Regions from separate parts of the Sus scrofa genome. Here region 2 is linked to region 1. The links are chromatin contacts, called in public HiChIP or PLAC-seq maps. All regions are on one chromosome and are shown on one strand. The core of a region is the stretch at or near the end of the contact, and the rest is flanking DNA. Distances in the headings are between cores, read along the strand shown.

The links. HiChIP or PLAC-seq counts read pairs in DNA pulled down with a chosen protein or histone mark.
Region 2: an H3K27ac HiChIP or PLAC-seq map of alveolar macrophages shows a contact between it and region 1. The contact joins the promoter of LAMA5 here to the promoter of TAF4 in region 1. A contact is called at or near these places in 2 of 2 datasets of contacts at active chromatin or transcription factors (alveolar macrophages and skeletal muscle).

The regions. Positions count from the first base shown.
Region 1 is chr17:61,527,148-61,533,141 of Sscrofa11.1, reverse strand. It overlaps TAF4 (transcription initiation factor TFIID subunit 4), which reads left to right and starts at 3,179. Exons shown (of 17, transcript XM_003360050.4): 1 at 3,179-3,542; 2 at 3,545-3,949; 3 at 3,952-4,528. The coding sequence starts at 3,252.
Region 2 is chr17:61,745,310-61,751,303 of Sscrofa11.1, reverse strand. LAMA5 (laminin subunit alpha-5) reads left to right here and starts at 3,509. Exons shown (of 80, transcript XM_021078218.1): 1 at 3,509-3,841. The coding sequence starts at 3,548.

The sequences.
Region 1 (5,994 bases), core at 1,930-4,429:
CACCACAGCTCACGGCAATGCCGGATCCCCGACCCACTAATCAAGGCCAGGGATCGAACGTGCATCCTCGTGGATTCTAGTCAGATTGATTCCCGATGAGCCAAAAGGGGAACTCCCGCCAATACACTTTCTGTTATTTCAACCCCGTTAGTGGTGACGTTATGACCCGCCTAACAAGCCAATGAACCTGCCTTTACGAAGGTTCTGCCTTCCTGATCTTGCCCTCTGGGATGAGGACCCAAACTTGACCCTGCACACACAGCCCAGTCTGCAGCGCTGGGGCAGGGGGCCGGGTGAATAAGACTGGGGACAGGGCAGGGCCACCAGCTGACAGTCTTTTTTGGAAATTCTTTTATTATGAAGATTTCTGGGAGACAACAAAAGCATCGGTGACATAACAAACATTGAGTAGCTTTCACATAGCCAGAGCAACACTGAAATCGACCCGTGGTTTATCCTTATTCTTTATTAGTACTATCGGCCGCCCCGCAGCATATGCAATTCTTGGGCCAGGGAACTGATAGGAGCCGCAGTCGAGACCTAAGCCGAGGTTGTGGGCAACGCCGGATCCTCAACCCACGGAGCCCGGCCGGGAAGTGGAAACTGCGTCCCAGCGCGCTCCCCAGACACCGCGGATCCACGTTGCATCACGGCAGGAACACAGCAGGTTATGTTTATGGGAGCGTCTGATGCCGTCTCTATTCTATTGAAAACATACCCTGCTTAATAAGCCTAAACGTCCCTCACAGCTCCCGGTGCTGCACATTCGCACGGCTGCAGGTGGCGAGGCGGCCCTGTCCGGGGTTCTGCGCTCTGCGCGCGGTACGGCAAACATTTTTCTGTGTTAAAACCCGGGGCTTATATTTACGCTCATTTCGAGTCCCTGTTTTCTTTTCATGCTGGGTGGGATTTTTGTTTCAAGCGGCAAAAGTCGCAGCTGCTTGTGGAAAGAAGTAAAACCACTCGGAGACGTTCAAAGAAAATGCTCCACGTCCCCAGGGAACCCAAGGTTAACAGTTTGGCAGCACGTCCCCGCCCCCCACCAGGAGGAGGGGAGGAGCCACGTGGCTTCCGCCCCCGCCCCCCCCCCCCCAGGGCGAGCCTTGCTGCGGCCACCCGCGGGGAGCCGTCTCAGCTGTCTGCAGCTCCCACCTTCCTGAGGGGGGGTAGGGGGGCACCGAAGCCCTGGAAGGGGCGCTGGGGACCGGCGGCGCACCGTCGCCTCACCTCCTACACTTCCTGCTGGCCTGGAGGGTGCCCCGGAGGCCTCTGGGGGTGATGTCACAGCCGCGCGGGGTGGCGCACGCTGAGCCCCGCCCGCGGAGGCCGGTGGCGGGGGACGCACTCACGGGGCGAGGCGGGCGGGCGGGGGGGCCCTGGCAGGCCTCCGGAGAAGGCCGTGGGGAAACAGGCGTGGCCGGAGATGGCACCACCAGCCCCCTTGGCTGAAAAGCTCAGTGGCTGGAGGGGCGGACGTGAGGGGCCACCTCGTCCGCAGTCTCACGGCCCTGCCGTCTCGGGCATGCAGTCATCTGCCTGGCGCTACCCCCGATCCCATCTGAGCGCGTAGACGGTTCCCCACTACGCAGGTCGCGCCTGGGGCTGAAGTCAGCCTGCTGACGCTTTTGCTCGGTCTACCTTAACCTTTTTTAAGGGGTTGTCAACACTGGACGATTGCATGATTCAGGAGATTTTGCACATTTCTGCTCTGGTTGGAAAACCAGGCTGTCCGCCCACGCTGGGCTCAAGGCGCAGTGGGGCCGCGAGGTCCCCACCCCAGGTCTGTTCCACTCCTTTCCTTTCCCGTCTTTGGGTACCCAAGCTGGGGTGCAATATCCCGACTTTCCCTCTGCAGGGATTCCCCCTGCTGCGTCCCCCGGGGAAGCCCCTCTCCAGGCTCCACGCCCCACGCTCATTGTCTAGAACCCGCCCCGCGAGCTGGGCCTGCGGGGGCCGGCGGGCTCCTTTGTTCAGGCGGCCAGAAAAGAACCCTTCTGTGTCAACAGCGTCCCTCATTGTGCGGAGGTCTGGGCGACCGCGGCGCGGCCTCGCCCGCAGGAGCCGGAGATGGGAGGCCTTTCTGGGTTTCCCCAAAAAAGCGGAGCAAAAGAAACCACTAGGGATGTCCCAGAATACCATCTTCCGGTGAAAACAAAACACAAAAAACACAGGAGAGAACTTTACCTGAACTCATTTTATAGAGAAGGTGCTCGCACGGTTCTTTTCGACAACTTACTTTGTCAAAAGGACAGAGCGGAAAACAAGGACCCGAGGAGCAGCTCCAGGCGGACGGCTCCCTACAGGAGCTGCGGGTCCTAGCCGGCGCCGCCGTCTCACCCAGTAATTTAGGGCACTCGCGTCCCGGGCCGCGCCGCCGGATGAAGTGAGTCACCCTGGCGCGGCTCCGGCGGCCTTGGGCGCCGCCCCCCGCCCCGCCCCGCCGCCCGAGCAGCGGCCTCACCGCGCGAGACGCCGGGCCTCGGGCAGACCTGGGCGCCAGCCGAGGACGGGCCCGCGCCCGGCCCGCAGCAGTGGCGCCGGCGCTCAGGTCGCCCGGCGGCCCCGGGCCCCGGACCTCGCCCGTGCCCTCCCGAGGCGCCCTGCCCCTGCGAGTCACGGCGGCTGCGCTAAGGGGCACCGGGGTCCGGGGAACACGGCGTCCCCGTTCCCTCGCCTGCCTGGAGCTCCCATCAGCTCCGACCGCAGCCATTTTGGAGCGAGCGGAGACAAAGAGCGAGTCATCGCGGCCGCCGCCCCACCAGGCCCCGGCCGCGGTCCCCGCCCGTTTCATCCTCCCGGCTGTCGGCATGCGGCCCGCCTGGCGGCGGAGACCCCCACAGCCCTACCGGCCCACCGGCGCCGGAGCCCGCCGCCCACTCGCCCTCCGCACCCCAACCGCCCGCCCCGCGCCCCGTCCTCTGCCGCTCGCAGCCATTGGCCGCGCCTTTTAAGCAGGCGCCGCGGCCAATCGCCGGGCGCCGAGCGGCCGGGCGGGGGGGCGCCGCGGCCAATGGCGAGGCGCCGGGCGGCGGGCGGGGGCGGGCGCGCCGCCGCGCCTGCGCAGCGCGCCGCCGCCGCCCTCCCCCCGCCAGGACGCCCGCGCCCCCCGCCCGACCGCCGCCCCCGCCCCGCCCGGCGCGCGCCGCCCCCCGCCCGCCCCCGCGGCCGCCCGCCCGCCCGCCTGCCCGCGCGGAGCCTCCTCCCCGCCCAGCGCCGGCCGAGCGGCGGCGGCGGCGGGCCGAGGAGGAAAGATGGCGGCGGGCTCGGATCTGCTGGACGAGGTCTTCTTCAACAGCGAGGTGGACGAGAAAGTGGTGAGCGACCTGGTGGGCTCGCTCGAGTCGCAGCTGGCGGCCAGCGCGGCCCACCACCACCACCTCGCGCCCCGCGCGCCCGAGGCGCGGGCCGCGGCCGCCGGCGCGCTCGGGAACCATGTCGGAGCCGGAGCCGTGCCGGCCGAGGGCGCGCCCGCAGCGGCGCCGGAGCCGCCCCCCGCAGGTAGAGCGCGGCGCGGCCTGAGCGCGGGCGGCCGCCGGCCGGGCCTGTGTCCTCACCGCGCTGCCCGCTTGTTCCCGCAGGGCCCGCCGCGAAGCTGAACACGCTCGAGGCCGGCGCGGGCGCCGCGGCCGGGGCCGGGGCCGGGCCGGGCGCCGCGGCCGGGGCCTGCGCGCCGGGGGCCGCGGCCGCGCCCGAGCCCGCCGCCAAGCCCGCCGCCCGCAACGGCCCGCCCGGCGGCCCCGGCGCCGCGCAAACTTTGAATGGGAGCGCCGCGCTGGGGAACTCGCTCCGCGCCGCCGCCGCACCTGCTGTCAGCCTGCTCCACAACGGGCCCGCGCCCGCGCCGCCGCCGCCGCCCAAGCCAGCCGCCGCCACTGTCATCCAGACGCCGCCCTTCCTCGGCGCCCCCGCCGCGCCCGCGCCCCGCGCCCCCTCGCCCCCCGCGCCCGCCGTGCCCCCCGCGCCCCCGCGCCCGCCGCCGCCCCGCCGCCGCCGCCGCCCGCCGCCGCCAGCCTGGCCCGGCCGCCCGGCCCCCCGGCCGGACCCCCGGCGGCCGCTCAGAACGGGGGCAGCGCCGCGCCCGCCCCGGCCCCCGCGCCCGCGCCCGCCTCGGCCCCCGCGCCCGCGCCCGCCCCGGCGCCCGCCGCCAACAGTCAGCCCGGCCCCGCCGCCGCGCCCGCGCAGGTGGCCAAGGCCGACTCGCCCAAGACCGCGCTGCAGCCGGCGCCCCCGCCGCCGCAGACCCTGGCGGCCAGCTGCCCGGCCGGCGCGGGGGCCGGCATGATCCTCGGGCCAACTATGCAAGGGGCGCTGCCCGCCGCCGCCGCCGCGGGCCTCCCGCCGCCGGCCCCCGGCACTCCCACCGGGCTGCCCAAGGGCTCGGCCAGCGCGGTGACCCAGAGCCTGCCCAGGACGCCCTCGGTCACCACCGGCGGGATCCGGGCCACGCTGACGCCCACGGTCCTAGCCCCACGCCTGCCGCAGCCGCCGCAGAACCCGACCAACGTCCAGAACTTCCAGCTGCCCCCAGGTGAGTGGCTGCGTTGCCTGCCGGCGGGTGTGTGCCGCCCCAGCTGGGAGTCCAGGAAGTTGCAGGGCTGGCGGGACGCGGGGGGGCACGGGTCTCGCAGTGGCCTGCCGCGAGCGGAGGCACACCTCTGTCCAGGCTCAGGACAGTCCCGGGGTGAGAGAGAGAGTGCGAGCGTGCATGCGATGGGACCTGGGGCAGGGCTGCCAAGCTTCTCTGCCAGGCTCTCGGCCTGGCCAGTGGGACTTTTCCCGGCTTCCCGGCCCCTGTGTGCCGCTGCCCAGTCCCCACAGTGGGGAGCAGTGGCAGCCGGTGCTGCGGGGACAACTCGCTGGGGTCTCACCGGGCCCCTGGCTTTCCCACGCTGGGCCTTTGCCTCTCCTGGTTCCTGGGGTCAGGCATTTGGTCTGTGTCCTTGCTCTACCTTCCTGTGTTTTATCATTCTGGGCTGTGATTGGTTCCCCTGATGATGAGCTAGGGACCCCCCTTTCCTGGCGAGCTCAGCGCAGAGATGCCCCCTCCACGAGGCTGGGCAGGTCTGCCTGGAAAGCTCTGGCTTCCCTTTGGACGCCAGGATGGCAGGGTTCCCAGGGGAGCCTGGAGGAGTCCTGGGGCTCACGCCCTTCCTGGTCGGAGCCCTTGCCTCACGTCTGCTCTGCAGCCGTGCTTCAGCACTTCCCGTAGCCACAGTGTCACTTTTCACAGTGTCCTCCTCCACCGTGTCATCGGGTCACCCCGGTCCTCATCACCTTGGAGTCAGGGTGGGGGGGGCACGTGCCCTGTGATCAGTGGGGCGCGGGGGTGCAGCCGGTGCAGGCGGACAAGGAGCGTCTTCCATCCCACGCTCCATCTCCTGTCCCCTCGGTGTCCCCTTGGGGCTCTTCAGGTTCACTCGCGAAAGGTCCCCGCCGGCCCTCTGCGTCACGCCGCTCTGTGTCGGGATTCCCGGCTCCGTGTTTTCCCTTCCATCCCCGGCTCGCCTGCGTGGACTCTGGAGCGCTCCTCCCCGCGTGTAGTAACATGTGCTGGTGTAGCGGCCGCTGCGGTGGCGCAAGTAGTAGAAACAGCACCTCCTCTGTCTGTGTCCCCTCCTGCACTGGGGTGAGCCCGTGGTCACCTTGCAGGGACTTCAGCGTCTTAGGGGGGAAGGTTTCCCCATCAAAGTGACACGAGGTGCGGAGCGGTGGGGAAGTTGGGCACGAGGAGGAAAGGCTGCAGCTGAGAACTGAGTTTCTGGGGTGATGGTGCCCCCCCCCAGGAGGAGACCACGTCGAATAAGTTACCTGACTGGGTGGGGAGCCCCTTCCGTTCCGTTTGTTCTCAAGTTTGTGGGAGTGATTTATCCAAGGTTCTGTTTTGCTCATTATGTGTATTTTGACCTTTTAGTGGAAAACACGGCTGATCTTTAGTAATGTTTAAAAAAATGGAATTCGTCGTTGTAGCACGTTATGTAAGGTGTCAAAATACTT
Region 2 (5,994 bases), core at 2,260-4,759, 220 kb before region 1:
AGCCTGGCCCTACCCTTCTGGTGCCCGCTGGCCTCCAGCCCCTCAGCTCCCAGCGCTGGGCCGGCCGCACAGTGGACCATGCGAGCCCAAGGCCAGGGGAGGGCTCCGGGCTGAGCAAGGGCTGAGAGTCTGGGAGCTCCGGGGCCAGACCTGCTGGGTCTACCACCTCAGGAGGCCTCCCCTCAGCTGTGAGAGCTCAGAGCACCCAGCTGGTCTGCATCCTGCCCCACGCACTGGGCTGGACCAAGGCTGACGCAGCAGCCACCGGCATCAGCCCTGCGCCTGCGCCCCGCCCCTCTGTCCGATGAACGGCCCATGTTCTCACCAGTCAGGCCTGGAAGGCCATGGGGGCAGCCCTGGGGGAGGGAAAGCCACCCCACATATTCCAAACCACAGCCTGGCTTCTCTGAAACCTCATCCTGCTCAAACACTCCCAGCAAAGAGCAGCTGAGAGTGTGCAGCCTCCCTTGCACGCAGGCCGAGGCGCGGGCCTCCTCCGCCTCATGCAGCACTGCTCACACCCACTTCAACTGTGGGCTTCTCCCAAGGGTACAGCGCCCAGCCGGCCTGAGAGCTGGGCTCCGGGACAGGCAGTCCAGTATCCATGACCCATTCTGATGCACGGATGCTACAGAGGGAGCACAGAGTAAGGGGCGCCCCACACGGCTGCTCCTGGGGCCGCTGGGGCAGGTGTGTCCCTCGTGGCCTGGCCTGCTGGTCTCCACAGCTGTCCCGCAGATGGGGCACCCCTGGGGATACCGTCGGAGTCGGCAGGGGGCAGCTCAGGTGAGGGTTGCTGTCCTGAGGGCAGGCTCCCTGGTCCAGGCCCCACGGCAGAGGCCACATCCTGGGGGCTGAGAGGGAATTGGCTGGATGCCCACCAGGAGCCTGGAGCATCTGCTCCCCACTGAGGCTGCCACCTGCTGACTTCCCTCAGGTCCTGGGGCTCCTGCTGCCCTGGGGCTGTGTGGGGAAGGGCTCTGAGCCTGGGGTCAGCCCGTGGGGGATGGCCAGAGCCTAATGGGACAGAGAACAGGCCACCTCTACGGCCCTCTAACCACCTCCCGGCTCCCAGGGCCAGGCACCTCTCTCCTGTGGGGCAGCGCTGGGAAGCGGGCACTACATCAGGGACCCGAATATCCCCCAAAGGTGCCCAATACACGTGGGGGGGAGAAAGTGAAGGACAGACCGACTCCCTCCCCCTGTGCTCTTGACTGACCCTGGACCTTCGTTCCCAGTGTCCCGGTTCATAAGCAGGATGGGCGGCTGGGTGCCCAGGAGTCAGAGCAAACACGCCCTGGGCCGTTTGGAAAGGAGTGGCTGGACATGGGACATGGGCAGCAGGGGTGAAGGTGGGCAGAGGTGGGCTCCCTCCCATGAGGCCACTGGGTAGCCCTCCTCCCTCCTGCCCAGCTGGGGCACAGCAGCTGGCACGGGGCGGGGCAGAGAGCGGGGACTTCACCCAGCCCCTTTCGCCACATTCTCCTCCTCTGCCCACTCCTCCCACGCCCCCCGCCCCCCCAGGCCTAGGCCACCAGTTGCTCTGGGGCAGCTGTCAGCCGGGGAGAAGCTAGCCCGGGATTAACCCTCCTGCTGGGTTGACTCAGCGCATTCTCGGCAGCCGCCCTCCCTCCCGCCTGCTCTGTGTCCTGGACGGTGGAGGCCCAGAGGGTTCCCACTCTCACCTCAGCCCGCTGGCCCCTCCCTCGACCTGGGGGGTGGAGGGTGGGAGGGTTCCCAGCTATCAAGGGGGTGCCAGGGCCAGAGGGCCCTGCCATGGTATGTTTGCAGGGGACCTCCGGGCAGTACGAAGGGCTGAGGGCCGGCAGGTCAAATCCCCCGTCTGGGGACCCAGCAGCTCTGCGTCTGGTCTGTCCCTCCCAAGGGATCATAAGTTAGCTGGAGAGCTGACCTGTCTGCACATTCCTGCTGGTGTCCCCCTGCCCCCCCACCCCCATCCCCGCCTGTCCCCCCGCCAGTCCCTCCCCCACTCAGGAGCTTCCCTGTCTTGGGGAGCCCCCTCTTCTTGCCCGCCTCCAGGTGGAGGGAGAGGGGAGGGAGGGGCCCCCATTGCTTATTTCTCAGCTCCCGAGAGAAGCGGCCCTCCAGCCCCTTGAGACTCAGGATCTGCAGGAGGCCAGGGACAGCCAGGAAGCTGTGGCCTGTGGTGCAACCTTCTGGGAACAGCTGCTGGAGCAGGACCCCCACTGCCGGGACCAGCTGGCTGCCACTCCAGGCACTTACTCGGCTCCAGGACTGTCCAGGGGGTCCCACGTGGGACAGACACCCGGCTGGCCTGGCTCACAGAATGGGGGCAGCCGCCAGCCCAGCAGCTGCGCCCGCCCCACCCCATCAGGGCTTCCCTTGAGGACAGCGTGGGCCAGGAGCCGGAGGGGAGGAGACCCAGTGGCCGAAGTCACCCAGACGCAGAAACAGCTGGGCCTCAGGCCTCTAGGTCCAGTCCCATCTCCCCAGTGTCCTTGAGCTCCTGTCCAGAGTGGGAGGGTTTGACTGGCAAACAGAGATGGTGGAGTCCAGTGCCCCAAAGCAGGGCACCCCCCAACCGCCCTGCAAACCATAGGTACTTAATAATTGTCCTCCTTCGCACCCGTGGGGCTCTGAGCATCCTCCCTTCAGCTGCAGGGGGCCCCACAGGTCTGATCCCTCCTGATCCATTTCCCAATTTCAGAGTATTTATACGCCGAACCCTGGGTAGGGGGGAGCCAGGTGGGGTTGAATCTGACCTGGCCTCCTCAGGGAAGCGTGGAGACCCCAATCCAGGTGTCCCTGTCCCTCCGCAGATGGGATCTCCTGCAGGGCCCCCACCCTCCAGCACCGGCAGAGCACATCTTCGCGCACACCTGCCAGATGGGGCAGAAGCGGGGGCCAGTCTGAGGGGAGAAAACCCGAAATCTGCGAGGGGAGAGGGGGCAGCGAGGCTGCGCTCGCAGCTCACCCCCTCAGTCCCGGGGACCCAGGTCTCCAGGGTCTGAGATCGCTCGGGACTCTGGGCTGGTTCTGGGGTTGCGGGTGGGGACGGCTGGGCCGTAGATGCGACCGACGCCAGGGCTGGACCCCGCGCTGGACTCTGGGCGAGCGTCTCCGACTCCTGCCCGCGGCGCCTGGGCCGGAGCCGCCGGGGGCGCTCGGCCGCCGAGGTGCCCGAAGTTCGGAAAACAAAGAGCGGAGCCTCGAGACCGCGGAGAGCGGGCGGTCGCGCCGGGGGCCCGGGACCGGAGGGCGCGAGGAGCCGCCCGCAGCCAGGACCACGCCCTGGGGGCCGCCGCCGGGCCCCGTTCCCACGGCCTGGCCCGAGGCCAGCAGGTGTCCCTTCCGGGCGGCCGGCCGGGCCGGGGTCCCAAGGGTTAAGGCCGCCGGCCGCCCCTCCCCCTGGCCTCCCCCGCCCCTCCCCGGGGCGCGGGGCTCGGGCGCCCGGGCGGCCCGGGGCGGGGCCTGACGTCCGCGGGCGGAGCGAGCCGAGCCGGGCCGGCCGCCGCGCGCAGACCCGCCGGGCTCCCGCCGCGCCCGCCGTCCCTGGAGTTGGAAGATGGCGAAGCTGGGCGCGCGGCCCCGCGGCCCCCGGAGCCCCGCGCCGCCGCCGCCGCTGCTGCTGCTGGCCGGGCTGGCGCTGCTGGGCGCGGCGCGGGCGCGGGCGGCGCAGGGCGGCGGCTTCAGCCTGCACCCGCCCTACTTCAACCTGGCCGAGGGCGCCCGCATCGCCGCCTCGGCCACCTGTGGCGAGGAGGCCCCGGCGCGCGGCGCCCCGCGCCCCACCGAGGACCTCTACTGCAAGTTGGTGGGGGGCCCCGTGGCCGGCGGGGACCCCAACCAGACCATCCAGGTGAGCGCGGGCCGGGGGCAGGGGCGCGGGCGGGCGGGCGGGGACGCCGGCGCGGGGGACGCGTCGGGCTCGCGCTGCGAACTCCAGCCCGACTCGTCGGGGGGCCCCACGCGCCGCGGAGAGCCCGGACGCCGACCGCAGCGCCCGCGTCCCGCCCCGCCGCGGGTTCCGCATTTCGTGGGACCGAAGGGACCCCAGCTCAGCCGTTCTGGCTCAACCAAGGAAGTGCGCGTCGCTCCCGGCGGGCGCAACGCGGCGGCCCCGGGCGAGTTCGGCGGCGGCGGCGGCGGCGGGCCGGTGGGGGGCGGGGCGGGGAGGGTGCCTGGTCCCTGGCGGCCCCAAGTCCCGGGATCCCGGCGAGGGCGGAACTTGGCCTCCGCGGCCGGCTGCCTGTGGGGAGGGGGCGGACCCGCTCCGCCTTCCCCCGGGACAGGCTGGAACCTGCTGGCGACCGGCTGGGACGGGGATGGGGGCGGGAGGGGCCAGGGCGCTGCTCTTTGGGGCCAGATTTAGGAGACTCCCTCCTGAAGGGGAGGCTGGAAGCTGTGCTCGGTGGGGGTTTAGCCAGTGGGTGGGACCCTCAAGGTGGGAGGGGGACAAACGGATTTTGACCTGGGGAATCAGGGGCAGCCTCTCCGCCGCCCCGCAGGTCAGCCGTGGGGACATCCAGGGTGTCCAGGAGCTCTGCTTAGCCCATGCTAGGCCCTTCTTCCCACTCCTGCCAAAGCTTAGGGAGAGTCTGGGGGCCCCAGGGCTGTTGTAACCTGAGCCTCAGCCTCCAGGGACCTGCCCGGCTGCCACCTTCCTGGTAGGAGAGGCTGGGGGAGGGAGGAGGGAGTTGGTGAGTGGAGTGATGGGCTGGGTGATGAATGGGGCCGCCTCAGCTGGGGCCCCTTCCCTGCCCTCAGCCTCTGCCTGGCCTGCCTCTTTCCCTGGGCCCTGGGGGGAGGCGGAGGGGCTGGTGCTGAAGAGCCATCTGGGACAGCAGGTCCTCTCCCTTGGGCTCCTGGACACACCTGGACTCTCCTCAAAGCTCTGCACAGCTGAGCAGCAGGTCTCAAGCCCACACTTCAGATGGAGAAGCTGAAGCCTGGGAAGCCCTAAAGCCAGGCCAGGATCTGGCTGGGGTCAGAGGGGGACCTGGGTTCCCCAGCAGCAGCCCTCAGTGCACCTGGGCCAGGTCAGGGGAAGGGGCGGGGTGGGGGGCTCTGGCTGAGCCCCCCAACCCCCACTTCCCGGCCCAGGATGCTCAGCTGGGATTCTGCTGCTCAGCAGCCCAGGCTCCAGGCTCCAGCTCCGGGTCACTGCCTAATTGCCCCCCTGTGCTGCCCGCCCAGGCCCTTGAGTAGGGGCAGCTGCGTGGATCCCTGAGGGAGGGGCCGGTCCTTGCCCCCTCGTGGTGCTTAAAGGAGCAGCGCAGGAGCTGGTGGCCCGGGATCAGAGCCCCTCTCCTTCGCTGTGTGGCTTCCCTTCCTGAGCCTTGGGCTCCTCATCTGTAACATGGGCACAACGCCATGCCTGCCTCGCCTGAAGTTCCGAGCTTTTGACCTGAGGAGCCTGGGGAGCCCTCTGCCACACAGGGACCTCTTGGCAAGTGGCTGTGGCCATGGCGTTGTGGGAGCCCTGAGTGAGAACGTCAGCCCTGCCCCGACCCCCCAGCGCACAGACTAGCAAGTCAGAGGCAAGACATCCCTTTGAAAGTCTGCACCCTCGGTCCTTAGCACCCTGTGCTGGGGCTGCCCATGTGGCAGAAGGACCAGCCAGAAAGACTGATGGCCAACAGACATGACCTGAACAGTCTGGTGACCTCGGGCGAGTTGCTGTACCCCCTGGAGCCTCTGCCGTCTCCTCTGGGGGCAGCCAGTCTGCACACCGCCCTGGCCGCCCCTGGGGTTGGTGATAGGGCTCTGTCTGGGGCCGAGTGGCCGGGCACAGCTTCCCGTCCCAAGACCCAGTCTTGTGACAGCAGGATGAGTGGGCCAGGGAGGATGGGGCGGAGGCCCAAGGCTGCAGGCCAGCAGCTCCCAGGGGTCCCGTGGGGTTTGGCTGGGGGGTGTGCCAGCCGGGGCCTGGGGTGAGCCCTGCTGGGCCTCTGGGCCGGGTGGTCCTGTGGGCAGCTGGGGTGGGCAGAGGGCTGCTTGGGAATCTGGCCC